Linked DNA regions of Zea mays: all the other regions are linked to region 2. The links are chromatin contacts, called in public Hi-C maps. All regions are on one chromosome and are shown on one strand. Each heading gives the region's core, a stretch centred on a gene start, on an enhancer-like site or on the middle of the called end of the contact. The rest is flanking DNA. Distances are from core to core; before and after follow the strand shown. Region 1 has its middle 93 kb from the start of LOC109944812. Region 2 has its middle 3.1 kb from the start of LOC103650072. Region 3 has its middle 7.6 kb from the start of LOC109944812.

The links. A called contact is a pair of places that touch in the nucleus more often than the background predicts.
Region 1: a Hi-C map of leaf shows a contact between it and region 2, with 6 times the contacts expected there. The contact joins two enhancer-like sites. A contact is called at or near these places in 2 of 25 Hi-C or Micro-C datasets (leaf and tassel).
Region 3: a Hi-C map of endosperm shows a contact between it and region 2, with 7 times the contacts expected there. The contact joins two enhancer-like sites. A contact is called at or near these places in 3 of 25 Hi-C or Micro-C datasets (endosperm, leaf and tassel).

Annotation. Positions count from the first base shown.
Region 1 is chr3:50,877,892-50,882,250 of Zm-B73-REFERENCE-NAM-5.0, forward strand. No RefSeq gene overlaps it. Among protein-coding and RNA genes, the nearest start is that of LOC109944812, 93 kb to the left of the region's middle. Within about 2 kb of position 2,645, at least 9 of the 20 cell types and tissues checked have an H3K27ac peak or open chromatin away from gene starts, as enhancers often do. A contact at or near this core is called in leaf and tassel, where this site is marked.
Region 2 is chr3:51,043,994-51,048,383 of Zm-B73-REFERENCE-NAM-5.0, forward strand. No RefSeq gene overlaps it. Among protein-coding and RNA genes, the nearest start is that of LOC103650072, 3.1 kb to the left of the region's middle. Within about 2 kb of position 2,133, at least 17 of the 20 cell types and tissues checked have an H3K27ac peak or open chromatin away from gene starts, as enhancers often do. A contact at or near this core is called in endosperm, leaf and tassel, where this site is marked.
Region 3 is chr3:50,792,424-50,797,122 of Zm-B73-REFERENCE-NAM-5.0, forward strand. No RefSeq gene overlaps it. Among protein-coding and RNA genes, the nearest start is that of LOC109944812, 7.6 kb to the left of the region's middle. Within about 2 kb of position 2,553, at least 19 of the 20 cell types and tissues checked have an H3K27ac peak or open chromatin away from gene starts, as enhancers often do. A contact at or near this core is called in endosperm, leaf and tassel, where this site is marked.

The DNA.
Region 1 (4,359 bases), core at 1,395-3,894, 170 kb before region 2:
GTAAGGTTCCATGGAATGTTGAATAAGTAAACAATTTCTAAGTTAAATTTCGAACATAAATCATGAATAACACAAAAGAAACTAGCATGTTATTCTCTAACATGCAAATAAACCGATACACAGAATAGATCTAATGATCTATAACAATAGATAAACTTACATATAAGATTAGATCAGAAGGTGCATATTGTTTAGACATATTGGATGGCATCGTGGCACAGCAAGGAAGAAGGCGGCAATGGTAGTCGGGAAGAACGCGAGCAGTCGTGAGAAGTTGCTTCCCAAAAACCTTATTTTCCTCTCCCGGTGCAGGATCTCAAAGACGAAGGATTCCAAAGACCTACTCTCCCGATCGCAGATGCACGCCGACGCTCGAGATGAAGAAGACTACAACGGCGGCACAACAACGAGATAGGCAAAACCTAGATTTCACGAATTGGGATGATTCTGGCGGCGACTGTTAGGCGCAATTTAGAGCAACTCCAAGAGCCTAGCTAAACCGATAAGCATCGGTAAAAATAGAAAAATGATGATCAAAACTCAATCCAACAAGCTCTCATTCTTCTTCGCTATTCTATTCTACTCGGTATCCTATCCAGTTCGCTCGACATCTTTGACTAGTTCATCCGCCTCACCATCTCTTTTCTTCCATGCGGGTGCTCACGTATTTCTCTTCTCGTGCACCCTCCTGTCGCAGCGAGGGATTGTTGTCATCATCGTCGTTCGGATGGAAGGTTGCGAGGTCACTCTTAGTCGGCTGCTGCAGCCACAGCTTCTCGGTAGACTTACTGGAGCGTCTATCCACCGACTTCGATAGTTGCACGCTCCGACACGTCGACTCTCACAGTCCCATCGTGAGCTCCCCAAGCGGTCAAGCCCAAGGCCGCGGACACGCTAGGCCACCAGGGCGGCGGCGACGAACACGAGTAGGGCCAATGCCACCGCGTCAAGTGTGTCAGGTTCTTCAGCGGCTGCCTAGGCACTGCGGCCCCGCCTTCGTCATCCTACTGTCTCTCGGCACCCGACGACGAGAGCAGCGGGAGCACGAGGGGCACCGACTCGTGGAGCCATCGAAGCTGGGCTTGGGCACTGGGGAGCACCATGAGGGCGCTGAGACTGACCAGCTCCTTGTCCAGCAAGAGCATCATGGTCGTATCCACAATCGCGTGAACGGCACCATGCATGCGGGGTTTGCTTCATGGGTTGATGCCGCTGCATGAGCAATTAATGGCTGGTGAATGATCAACCCTAAACCATACTAGAACAACATAAATGTCTCCATCTTTCTTGATAGACAATATTTGGAGAGTCTGTTGGTTTACCCTACCATTTATAAGGTTGTCTATAGGTTTACCCTACCATTTAGAAGGTTGTCAATTTTTTAGGGACCTCATAAAACTCTAAATTTAGTTAAGATTATATCTAGACTCTTGGAGTTGCTCTTATAGAGCTACATGTAGTCCCTCGATTTGGAGATAAGGACTCGCATCAAGACCTATACATGATCTGATAAGGACGCACGTCTCGATCTGGTCGTGATCGGATAATGACTCTAAACTTAACATCCAAGCAACCACATCAAAAATAAAAATAAAAAATAGCAAAAGGAAGTCGCGCCCCCACAAGACGAGGGGCTAGATTTTGGCAGAACATTCACGCTCGTGCCCTTCTCCCGTGCCCAAGCCAGGCCAGGCAAGCAAGCGCGCGTGTATGGTATTCCATCCTCTCTCCCTTTATCTATGACTTGAAGGAAGAGGGATGTCACCACATATAAACAGGTCTCACTCAATCTGGGCTAGCAATATGGTACTATGGTTCCCACCATCTCTTGCCATCTCTCATATACATAGTCTTTTCATAATTTTTAGAATTTAATTGAATTGCTTAATTTGGGCCAAGCCCATTAATCCAACGGTCCCGCACCTTCTACGCCACCAAGGCATGTTTGCGACACGTATCTGGTCGGCTCGTCCCGCTCGTGTGTTTCAAGCTGAAGCTAACCGGTCCCATTGTTGTAACATATTTTCTTTGTGCACTTGTATCAAATAAGTATGTTCTAAGTGAGCCGATGTTTGCCACATGTAGGCAGCCAGACTAAAGGTGCGTTTGGTTTGGCTTTTGGCTTTGGCTTTTACCTCCTAAAAGCCAAAAGCCAAACCAAAGGGCTGGATCTAGGAAGCAGCTTTTTCTAAAAGCCGACTTTCTTGCAGTGCAAAACTGAAAGCACCTCTAGACCTGCTTTTAGCGGCTTTTGGATGGAACTGTGAAAATATATATGGAAAAACTTTTAGCGACTTTTAGTGGTTTCCACCAAACACTTTTTAGCTTTTTAACAGCTCACAGCCCACAGCAGCTTTTCTCACAGCTCACAGCCCACAGCAGCTTTTTTCACAGCCACAGCCCAACCAAACAGACCCTAAGAACCACTTTCGTTTCTTAAGAGCAGCCATGCGCAGCTGGTTTACGCCACGAGCAGCCGAGCTCTAAAAAATGGAGACTGCCTTCGTTTTCTAGGAGCCAGACAGAAGAGTCACTTTTGGACGCGCAGAATCAAGCTCCGGAAAAGCCCGGCCACACAAACACGGACGTTGCAAAGCCGTCGGGCCACAGGTCGCAAACGTGCCCCATGTGACCCTCTATGGTCTCCCAGCGTTCGCGGGGCCGGGTCTTCTTCCTCTAATGCGTCCTTGCCATGGGCTATACCGTCACCCTCGTCGGCACCTCTTTTTCATTGTGGGAAGGGTGTTGTCGTTGCTCTACGGTTGGCGTGGCGGCGGTAGCGGAGATGTGCAGCAGCACGCGACGGGGTTGGAGAGAACCTTCGCGTGTAGGGCCAACTTGGCTGGAGAAATAGAGGTTTTGGCCATGGGAGATGCCCGCCGGAGGAGAAACAGGATGAAAAATGAGAAATAAACAAAATAATCAGTGCGGTGTTTTATAACAAATATGCACGATTTCATAATGATACAAGCCGTATTTTAACGTTGGTGGTTTGAATTGGATAATTTCATTGAAGTCAGATATCCTACAACAAAATCTGCCATTATATTATATTATATTATTTCTAGAATTCTCTTTATCAAGTTTAAGGTGGTGTTCGAATGCACTAGAGCTAATAGTTAGTAACTAAAATTAGTTGAAGACATCCAAACAATCTAGCTAATAGTTCAGCTATTAGCTACTTTTAGCAAATTAGCTAATAGTTAGCTAGCTAATTTTACTAGCAATTATATATTTAGACAACTAACTATTATTATCTTTAGTGCATTTAAACACCCCCTAAACCATTTATTATGTATATATACCTATGTTGTTTTCCTCTAAAATGGATACGTTATTAAGCAAGATATATATTATATTGGAGCAGTCTATGGTTTATGAAGGCCGGCCAGCTGTCTCCTTTAATATATAGATAAAAATAATATTACACGAGAGAAGGTTGGGTTACAATATATCAAGAACACTGAAAACAAATTAAACTACAGGCTACGAAATAGAAAGTTGGCATTATTAACCAAGTGTTAATGCATATGTATATATGTACTACAAGTGGTCTCTATTGAATATTGGTTCCAGCTAACTTGTATAGTATGTGTCATGATGCAGATGATGCATCAGTAACAATAATAAACTCCTTTCCTATATAATACAATCCATCGTCTTAACGGACTAAGGGCCTACGCATGCATGGTGGCTACTTTACTTTGAAGTTTGAACAGAGTCTTGGTTCGATTTGTCATCCTTGTACTAGTACGTTTGGTTGGTTTCTCTCGCCAACCTGGCTGTGTGAGCCAGGATCACTGGAGCCTGGCTCTAGAGATGCGACCAATCTAAACGTATCTGGTGAGCCTGGCCCAGAGTGCTTTAAGGATCGTGCGAGCCTGAATCCAAATCTACATGCAGGCAACCAAACACAGAGCTCGCACGCGCATAGCCTGGCTCACAGCAACCAAACAGCAGCTACCCGCATCCTGTGATGCAAGCACGCGCAGATACAGGCAACCAAACAGACCCGTAGTAATCGAACAACAATAACGACGGTATTTCGTGGAGTGTATGTATATGTGCCAAGAATTCCACAGACGGTATATATATATAGCAGCCAACACATGAATGATGGCCTTATTTAGTTTGAACACGCGATGAGTTGTTGAGTCGTCCATTCCATCATTCCATGCGTCCTATAGGCTGACCGTCACAGCCGTCAAGCCTCGTCACATGACCCATGCATATGTAACCTATCATATGCTAGATCTAGATGTAGTCTTCTTTTTTAAGGCGTTGTTTAGAACCCATAGAATAACATGTACTCGATAGTGTTGGCGCCGATCCGGACACCAATCACTGCGTGAGAATCGG
Region 2 (4,390 bases), core at 883-3,382:
AAAAAAGCACGCGAACCATGAGGCGTTTTTGTGACCATTTCTTTGAATTTCTGGTAGAGCCAAACCCAGCCGGTCGATGCGAAACTACCAATGAGTCCCGATCCAGCAATTGATCTGATTTGCCTTCCATGGCGAGCGGCAGCCACTGAATAATAATCTAGCTACTGGTATGGTGGCACGCTACGGTTTTTTTTAGAAAAAAAGAGGGTGGCGTTTTGCTCCTCGTGTTCTAACGTCATGTACTGCTATAGCAAAATTACGTGCATCTCAAAATGTTACCAATTGTGTGCGGCGAAACTGACCCTAATTGAATAAACCAATTAATTACCTACTCGGGATGTGCAACCCAGATACTCCAGATCGGATATTAGTCTATCTTGGATTTTTAAGGATTCGGAATTTACTAAATAAAGTAATCTATTTGGCTTAGAATTTAACATTCCACCGCTTTCTAAAATTTCAGATATTAGTCTATCTCAGATTCATGGGGTGTAATATGGGAAAATGATTTTATGTATCAGTAGAATATGTTTCTACTATGCAACTTATATGACACTCTTTAACTCACTCTTGTATAGTAAAAATATAGCACATAAATATCTCCGACATCTTACTAATAATAGTATATAAATATATTTTGTATAAAATCATATTAGTTTGATTAGTATGTGCCTAAATATTATTATTATAATGGAATTCAATTCCAAGGATCCAAACGACGCCTAAACTTAATTTAGTGTATTTTAAAAAAAAACATCCTCCAATGGTTCCTTAAATGAGGTCCTCAAATATATCGACTTATTAAATATTCCTATTTAGTCCTAGACTTAGAGAGAGCTGTTTCACACTCCTAATAGTCCATTTTGTGTGTCAATCACACTATGAAATCAGTTATCTGCTATCGAGTTCATGCATGTATGAAAGTGATGCACTTTGAATGATTTGAGTTGCGGAAAGGATAATTTTATCATCCTCGTTTGACAAGTCTAAAGATGACCAATCCAAAATTTTTTGAGAAAATCGTGATTCATACAGAATGATTGTATAAATAAAACAAAATTTAAAGCTACAAGTTATAACTAGAAAAAACAGGCTACCATAATTTAAAAATATTAGCATATAGTTCATGCTAACGCTACAATTCCAGAGAGGAGATGGGTCAACGGTGGTGTCGGTGGCACGAGAGGAGGGGTTGTCGGCGATGGCGACGACGCGAATGAGGGGGATGTGGCCATGCGGGGGATCGGAGAGAGGAGGGAGGCAGGGTCGCGCGGGGTTGGGAGGGAGGGGAGGGTTGAGGGATGATCCAAATAAGATTATTTGTTGGATTTGAGTGAGTAGGAGAGACAGAGTTATCTGAATCGTTGATTTTGATGATATGTTAAGTCTTGTTCAATTTGTTGTTTGATGGATTTAGCGAAGGATATAAGTGTGGGGGCGATTTAGTTGGATGAGTTTTTTTCAAAATTTAAACTAGTGAATTATATAAAGGTATATATTTAACAACGTAAAAACCAGAAACCGTTGGAGGCTAAGATTATTATTTTTTTGTTTCCAATATATATTTAGTAACTTGCTAAATCAGAGACTACGGAGTAATTTTTTTAGGAAATATCCTCTTATAACGTAATAATTAACCTATAGCGTTGCTGTCTGCATCATTCACGGCCCTTCTCCACCGGGTAAAATGAATATAGGGCATTTAATTACGAAACCTAGTTGAAACGGCATATGTATGTATGTCCTGCAGGTCGTCCTTTCAACTAATCAACTGTACATGTAATGCTGAAGTTTGAAAAATCCTCACTTTCCATCCCATTCATGAAAAAAAGTAAGATCTTGCAGGATCCACAATTTATCACAGAGAGAGGGAAAAATCTCCTAACACTGTTCAGCACCTACGTACTGTATCGATCTGCAGTACGCAGCACTATTTGACACTGCTCGTTAGCAGGATACCTAGGTCGTTTTGCCTTGTCACAAATTTGCCTTAAAAATTATCTCTCGTCTCTTTTTTTTTTATAATAACAGGACCGACCGATGGAGGGCGTAATAAATACGACGCCAGTGTGAGGAGTGCGGGCACGGTTCACCGCATCCACCCTGCGTCCACAGTGCCGGTGCACGGCTGTGCAGTGTCGCCAGCGGCCAGGACGACGCCGGGGCCGGGGCCAGCCTGCATTGGTCCGACGTGTGCAGCTTTAGTTTCCACGTAGCTTTCCTTGCCTCGCGGGGCAGCAAAAGGCCCCCCACCTCGACGTGCAGTGCCGGTGGGCCTCATCAATCAACTGTATAATATAATCAAATCACATCAAATGGATTAGGACTCCTGGTTTAGGATTAGGAGCAAAAGTACGCTCGTGGGCGTGGCAACACCCCAAGTCTCAACACCCTCTCTCTCCAGATGCCGGAAGCATTAGCGATGCGTGGCCAGTTGAGCGCTGGTGGCCCCACCACCACCCCGCTACTTAAACTTACGTTCGAAATCAGGCGGCTTCGACGCCACCTCGACCTGCTTTGTTTATCCGTTCACTGTACGCACGCGCTGCATGCACGCAATCTGCGTCGCCCTTTTTAAAAACCCCTCCCCTTGTCTGACCGGTCGGCAGGCTCAAGGCCACGGTGGTTCGGGCGGGCCGACGGAAGACCCGCGCCCGTTGCCGTCGCTCGCGCCCGACGGAAACCTTGTGCGAAGGAAGAGAACTGCTACGGTCACCCCCACCCCAACCACGACTTCCAGCGACACAGGAGAGACATGGTTACGAGCGGAGGTCTCGGCATCTCGGGGCACGGGAGAAACAAAAACACAACCATATACTATCTCAGAAAAAATAAATTTGTTAACAACTGGATTATTACAAAATCTCAAAACGGTATGGCTTTGGTTAGGGCTGGAAAATAAGCTCGAGGCTCGCGAGCCGGCTCGAGCTCGGAGCGGCTCGGCTCGGCTCGGCTCGCGAGCCTCGAGCGAGCCAAACCGAGCCACTATTTTGAGCCGAGCCGAGCCACTATTTTGAGCTCGTTGCGCTAGCGAGCCAAGCCGAGCCGCAGTATAAAGCACACGATATGTGATAATCTCAAAACGGTTCACTATTTTGGTATATGTTGTGCTGCATGGAGTGGTCGTTACTTTGATCGATGATGAATACGCAGTATAAAGCATACGACATCCACATGTGTTGCATTATTAGTGCAACAATCGAGCGTGTCGATTTTAGGAAAACATGGTAGGCTTCTTGTGGGAAATGACAGAACTAGCACATGAGAAGACATTGAATAAGTTTTGACGCACGCAAACCCTCCCCTGCAACAATCACATATACTTATGTGACATGTGTTTCATCAACTTTGTTTTATGCACACAAAAGCATTTGCGCTCCAAAAGTGACATGGTCGTCATAGGTAGTAAAGCAGAGATGAGTATCACATAAACAGATATTAAGCTAAAGTAGTTTCATCAGCCTGGTTATGTACATAAAAGCATCCACGCTTCATAAGTGACAATGTTCGTCGCAGATACGCAAGGCAGTTTTCTATACAGGAAAAAGAAGGAAAGATTAGTTGTTGTTAAAGAGTTTGCGAGGTAATCCATTGTTGTGCAAAGGTTATAAATGAGAGTGAAGAATAATGTGCAGTTTCTATTGATTAGAAGCTGTGTAGAAAGAAGATTTGTACATAATGTCTCACCTTCATGAAAATGGCGTTGATTTACTCGTCGTCGCTTTCAGGCTCGGTTAAACCAGATTGTTGTATCTGAAGCTTGCTACTTTTCATCGTGTATATGGTCTGCAATGTTAGAAAGGACTACAATACATATTGTTGAAAGAGAATAAGCATGTTTGAAACATTATTTTTTTGGTGGGGATGATAGATCTTTTGGGTTAGGGTGATCTAAACCTGGTTATTATCCTGTACGTTAGTGCATAAGAACTGTTGGATATTGTCTCTAATGTATAACAGAATTTCATATCTGGTTTCAAGTATGTGAAAATATTGTTCTTAAAGAAGAGTGAGGCAGGAGAGGTTTGTAGGTCGGTCTTGACATTAATAGGGAAAAAATGGATTGATGTAAGATAAACCGGGTAGCTTTATATAAAGAAAAGAAACCAAGGTGTGCTTTCATAAGAACTTGAATTCAGATGATTTAGGTGTATAATTATATGGATGTCAAAACTGTGTAACATGATGAAGTTATAGGAGGAAGTAATGGAAAGCACTGAGAAATACTTTGATGCTAATTAAACTGTAGGAGGGAGTAAACGATTCATGAAAAAAGAGTGGAAGCTAAAAACACCAGAGATGCGGAATAACATCAGTTTGTAGGATTTTCATTTCTCCATTCGCATCTAAAATGAGATTTTAGCCATTGGAAAGTAAATCTTAGAAAGTT
Region 3 (4,699 bases), core at 1,303-3,802, 250 kb before region 2:
ATTCTTGGGATTGCTCACCCTGAAAAATACAAGGATCATAGGAGATTTTGTTTTCCAAACTAGTCCTAATTTGGATTGATCCCTAGCACCCTTTGTACAAAGTTCCTTGGACTCTGGTCTCACCGGTCCTACAGTGAATCAAAAAGCAGCGAGTCTGAATGTATATATAGAAAAACCTATAAAAAAAGAAGATACGATACTCAGATCACAACGCGCCCATCCCGGCACTTTTTTTTTTGGGTAAAGGCCAATAGACAGACTGGCAAGCTGCCCCGGCCGTGATGTGTTGTGTACATGCATGTGCGGGCTAGGTGAAGCTAGCTTCCGGAGATAAGCCGTATCTATTGTACTGATCATTGTCACGGATAACAAGAATTATTGGTGTCGATGACAGGATTCCGGCTGAACCAGAAAAATACACGTAGAGACGATTATATATATATATTGTCGTACCGATTATCCAGAGATCTGGAACAGTATATATATTCATATAAAACATAAAGACGTTGCATCTCTTGTGATACCGGCACACACATTATTAGGTTTGGATCGTTTAGAATAAAGAACGTGAAACTGTAGATGACATTATTTATAAAATGAAATTTGAAATAATAAATGAGATAGAAGATGTGGATACGAGATATGTTAGAGATGGCCAGTGGGGAAGGCAGGGGCCAGGCCACATCTATCCGAGGGAATGTTTAGCGCTAAAAATGAGCTAACATATTTCGAATGTTAATTTTTTTTCTTTCATTATGAATGAATATGATATAGAATCTGCTAGCATTGAGTTTGTTAATATTTATATAAAAATAAACTTTAAATTTGACATATATCTCCTCAAATGATATATATTTCGAATCCAAATACGAATACAGATTTGGATAATTTTTCACTTTTTCGTTGTAGACACAAAATAATGCATCAAAATACAATTTTTTTTTCATAATATGCTTAACAACATAATTAATGGCCTGTTAGCACCAAATTCTATAATTCGAATGTTTAGGTTCCATCCCTTGCAGAAGGTTGTTTAGGTTCACCTAATAGATAGTTAGATAGTGACCTAAATGTGCATAGAAATTATAAGGAACTTCAAAAAGGGCAACTCCAACAAAGGTCTCCTTCTTGGAGTTGCTCTAATAGAACTAGTGCTTAGCAGTCCTTCGGTTAATAATTAACAAATTTATTTCATCTTATAGATTATATAATCTAGATTATAATTAGAGTTATCTAATCCAGATTATAATTTATCGAAATAATATTCTATACATAGCTGTTTGGTTGCCTATGCCCTTGTTGCGTGTGATTTGGGAGGAGAAAAGAAGAATGTCAATTGGTGTAATTTTAACACCATAATTATGGGTAGTGGGTTTTTTTTGCCTAAAAATAATCTCAAATAATGTCCTCTTGAGAAGATTATGAGGCTATCATAATCCGGGGTATAGATTATATAATCTAGACATATAATTTGGTTGTTTGTTTACTAGCCACATTATTTATGTTGGGTTATTAATCTAGACAGATTATAATTCGGAACAAACGGGGTAACAATCATATCACTAATATTAATTTTAACTGTTAATTTTTAGTGGATGCAAACATATCCAAAATACTTGGTCAATTATCACGGCAGGCATGGGACCGGAGTAGCGGACAATGCAAGCTTAAAAAGCAGCTAAGGCCATGTGCTAGCTAGAGAGCGACGTCCATGCATTATTGATGATGGATCAACCTACACTACACACGGCTGGCCTGTATTCTGTGTACCAAACGAGAATCAGTGGATCGTCGATGAGTCATGAGTGCACGATCCCTCTCTCTCGTCACGTTGGTTCAATTAAGCAGCTACCAGCAGTCAACTGACTGCACACTCTAGTCCAAACACGGCCAGCCTTTTGTTCGTGCAAGGAAAGCGATCGACGACGGTGATCGGCCGGGGAACGAAGGTACGTGCAGGATATATGGCCCGGTAGTGCATGTGTCATGTGTGTGTGCCGAGATCGTGTGTGCATGTGTGGGTCCGGTCCGGTGGTTGCAAGGACATCGGTCGGTTGGTGCTGCACTGCACGCACGCGTCCCACGAGGACGAGGCCTGCACCTGCACGGTATGTTCGGTATTGAAGGCCTCCCCAGCCAAAACTCGGACCCGACCTGCAGGGAACGATGTGCACACACAGACACAGGACAGGACAACAGGACCCCAGTCCCCAGCAGAGTTGAAGCCAAATTCCGTGACAGGGTTCGGCGCCGTCCGATGCGCCGGTACATACGTCGACTTTTGAATATAACTTGCGAAACAATAATATCGGAAAGTGATCGATTATAATGGGCCGGGAGGAGGCTGGAGCGCCTGGCGGCCGGCGGGGTTCGTTCCAGCAATGCATAAACAGAATCGTCGATGTATCATGATGCAATGTGTGTGTGGCACGCGCGGCTGTCATTTTCACGTGAAACGTATAGTAACAATAATAATATATGATAACAATAATGGTCTGATGCTCCAGAGACAATAGTACGTGTTTAAATGCGTATGTCCCCACGCGGGCATGCACGTGCCCCCCGCTACCTGCAAATCAACGGCTACATGCCAATTGCCAGTCCAGACCAGACTTGGTGACTCCATCAACTTCCTCTATATTCATCCTCTATATCTAAGTTTTACAACCTCCTCTAAAAGATTCTCTCCTTTATATCTTCTTCCTCTCTAACAACATTCACTATATCTTGTACTTTATACATAAATACCTATAAGAGAGACATATTTTATTTTTACTTTTTATACATACGTATTTGTATAATACTCTCAAATGTTTTGTACGTATTTTAGTTTTGTTAAATCTATTGTTTAAAGTATTAAATGGATAGAGTAGAGGAGAGAGAAACTCCATATATAGAGAATCTACCAGCGTTCTCTAAATTTAAAGGACCTGTCGGTACCCTAGATTAGGGCAACCCCTTGCTACGGTATGAAGACACGATGTCTGTGCGGCTACCCTTAGCCGCGCGGAGAACAGCTCCAGGAGTATCTCGTGAGCGGTTGAGGTGGCATTATCGGAGACAACGCCATCGGGCCCAGAGGACACAGGACCCCTGTACGCACAACCCGGACCCCCGAAGTAAAGCAGCCCAGAGCCGTTGGATAGGGTTCGTACCCTACCAAGTGAGCTCCGGACCACCCATGACAAGGTCCCAGGAAAGGAAGTGTCGTGACCTAGGCATGGGTCCGGTATTGACGCGTGTCCAGACTCTATCCGGAGCACCTCCGCTCCCCACTCGGTCGAGGGTCTAATGCTGCCACATGGCTTATTGTCTGTGACGTAGGCCAGCGAGCGAAGCATGACGTAAGGGCTCTGGGCCGCGCGGCCCTCGCATTTATTGCGGAGAGGACACGCCGCCTGTCACCCTTCTGACAGGCGATGTGCCCCCACGGCATTTATTGCGTCCTATCCATTCCACTGGCAGGCGGCGCCAGGGCCACCCTGCAGACGGCGCACATGTCCAGTCCGTTGCCGGAACAGTGTGCCCGTGCTGCGCGGTGCACTGTACTCATCCCTTATACGAGAAGCTTCCCCCTGCACGCCGAGGCTATACAGATCTTGGGTGTCAGGGCGCAAGAAGATCGCTCCAGCAGCAAGTATTAGTAGCTACATCCGCCGTGTTCCTGGGCCCACATGTCGGGGCTCAATACTCTTGTACATGTCCCCCTTTAGCTATAAAAGGGGAGGCATGCGACGTTACAACACAAGCTCAATCTTTAGGCTTAGACCCAAGTCATCCAAGACAACTCAAGCTCTCAAGCAATATAACACACAGTGGAGTAGGGTATAACGCTCCGGTGGCCCAAACCACTCTAAACTCTTGCGTGTTCTTGTGTTCATTCCTTCATCTCGCAACAAGCAAAACTCTTAGGCCCCTCCTCATCTTAGGATTTAGGACGGGTGCACTCCGCCACCCGGTCGGAGATTTCCTCCCCGACATTTGGCGCGCCAGGTAGGGGCTAGGCTTTAGGATTTTGCTTGTTTTCTCACTCAGCATGATGGTGTAAATCGTTGAGCACGGTGGATTTCGTGGTGGAGGAAGAAGTTGCTTCTTCCACACCACAGGTTCCCAACTGCCCTATGCCAGACACTGCTGTTGTGCATGTCGCACGACAGCATACAACTGCACAGACATCCCGGACTCCGTCGAGGGCGACCCCGGGAGCATTGTCAGTAGCCAGTGAGTTGCTGCGACACCCTCCAAGCTCCACGGCCTCATCAGGGGCCATGAAGCCATGGTGGGACGATGTCGACCGACTGCTCGGCATGGCACATTCTACCTCGACCAGGTCGAGGCCACGGTCATCCCGGCGCCAACATGAGGCGTCGGCGTCTGTGCGCTCACCCTCAGTGAGGGGCACATAGACCAACGACCTTCGGGCAGAACTCAACCGCAGGCGTGCGGGAGAGGACGCCCTGGTCTCTTTGGAGAGGGCGCGCGAGCGCCGCCAAAACATTGAGGGCCACAACCTCGACCAAGACTTCACTGCGGTAGCACCACAGAGACCAATGGGCACCCAGTCCCAAGCGGGTGTTCCCTTGGCCGGCGTGGGCTGCGCCGCTCTCGCGGATCATCTCGATATGGCGTCATGGCCACCCATGTTCTGGCCGCACCTCCCAGAAAAGTAAGACGGAACGACAAACCCGTCGGAGTTCCT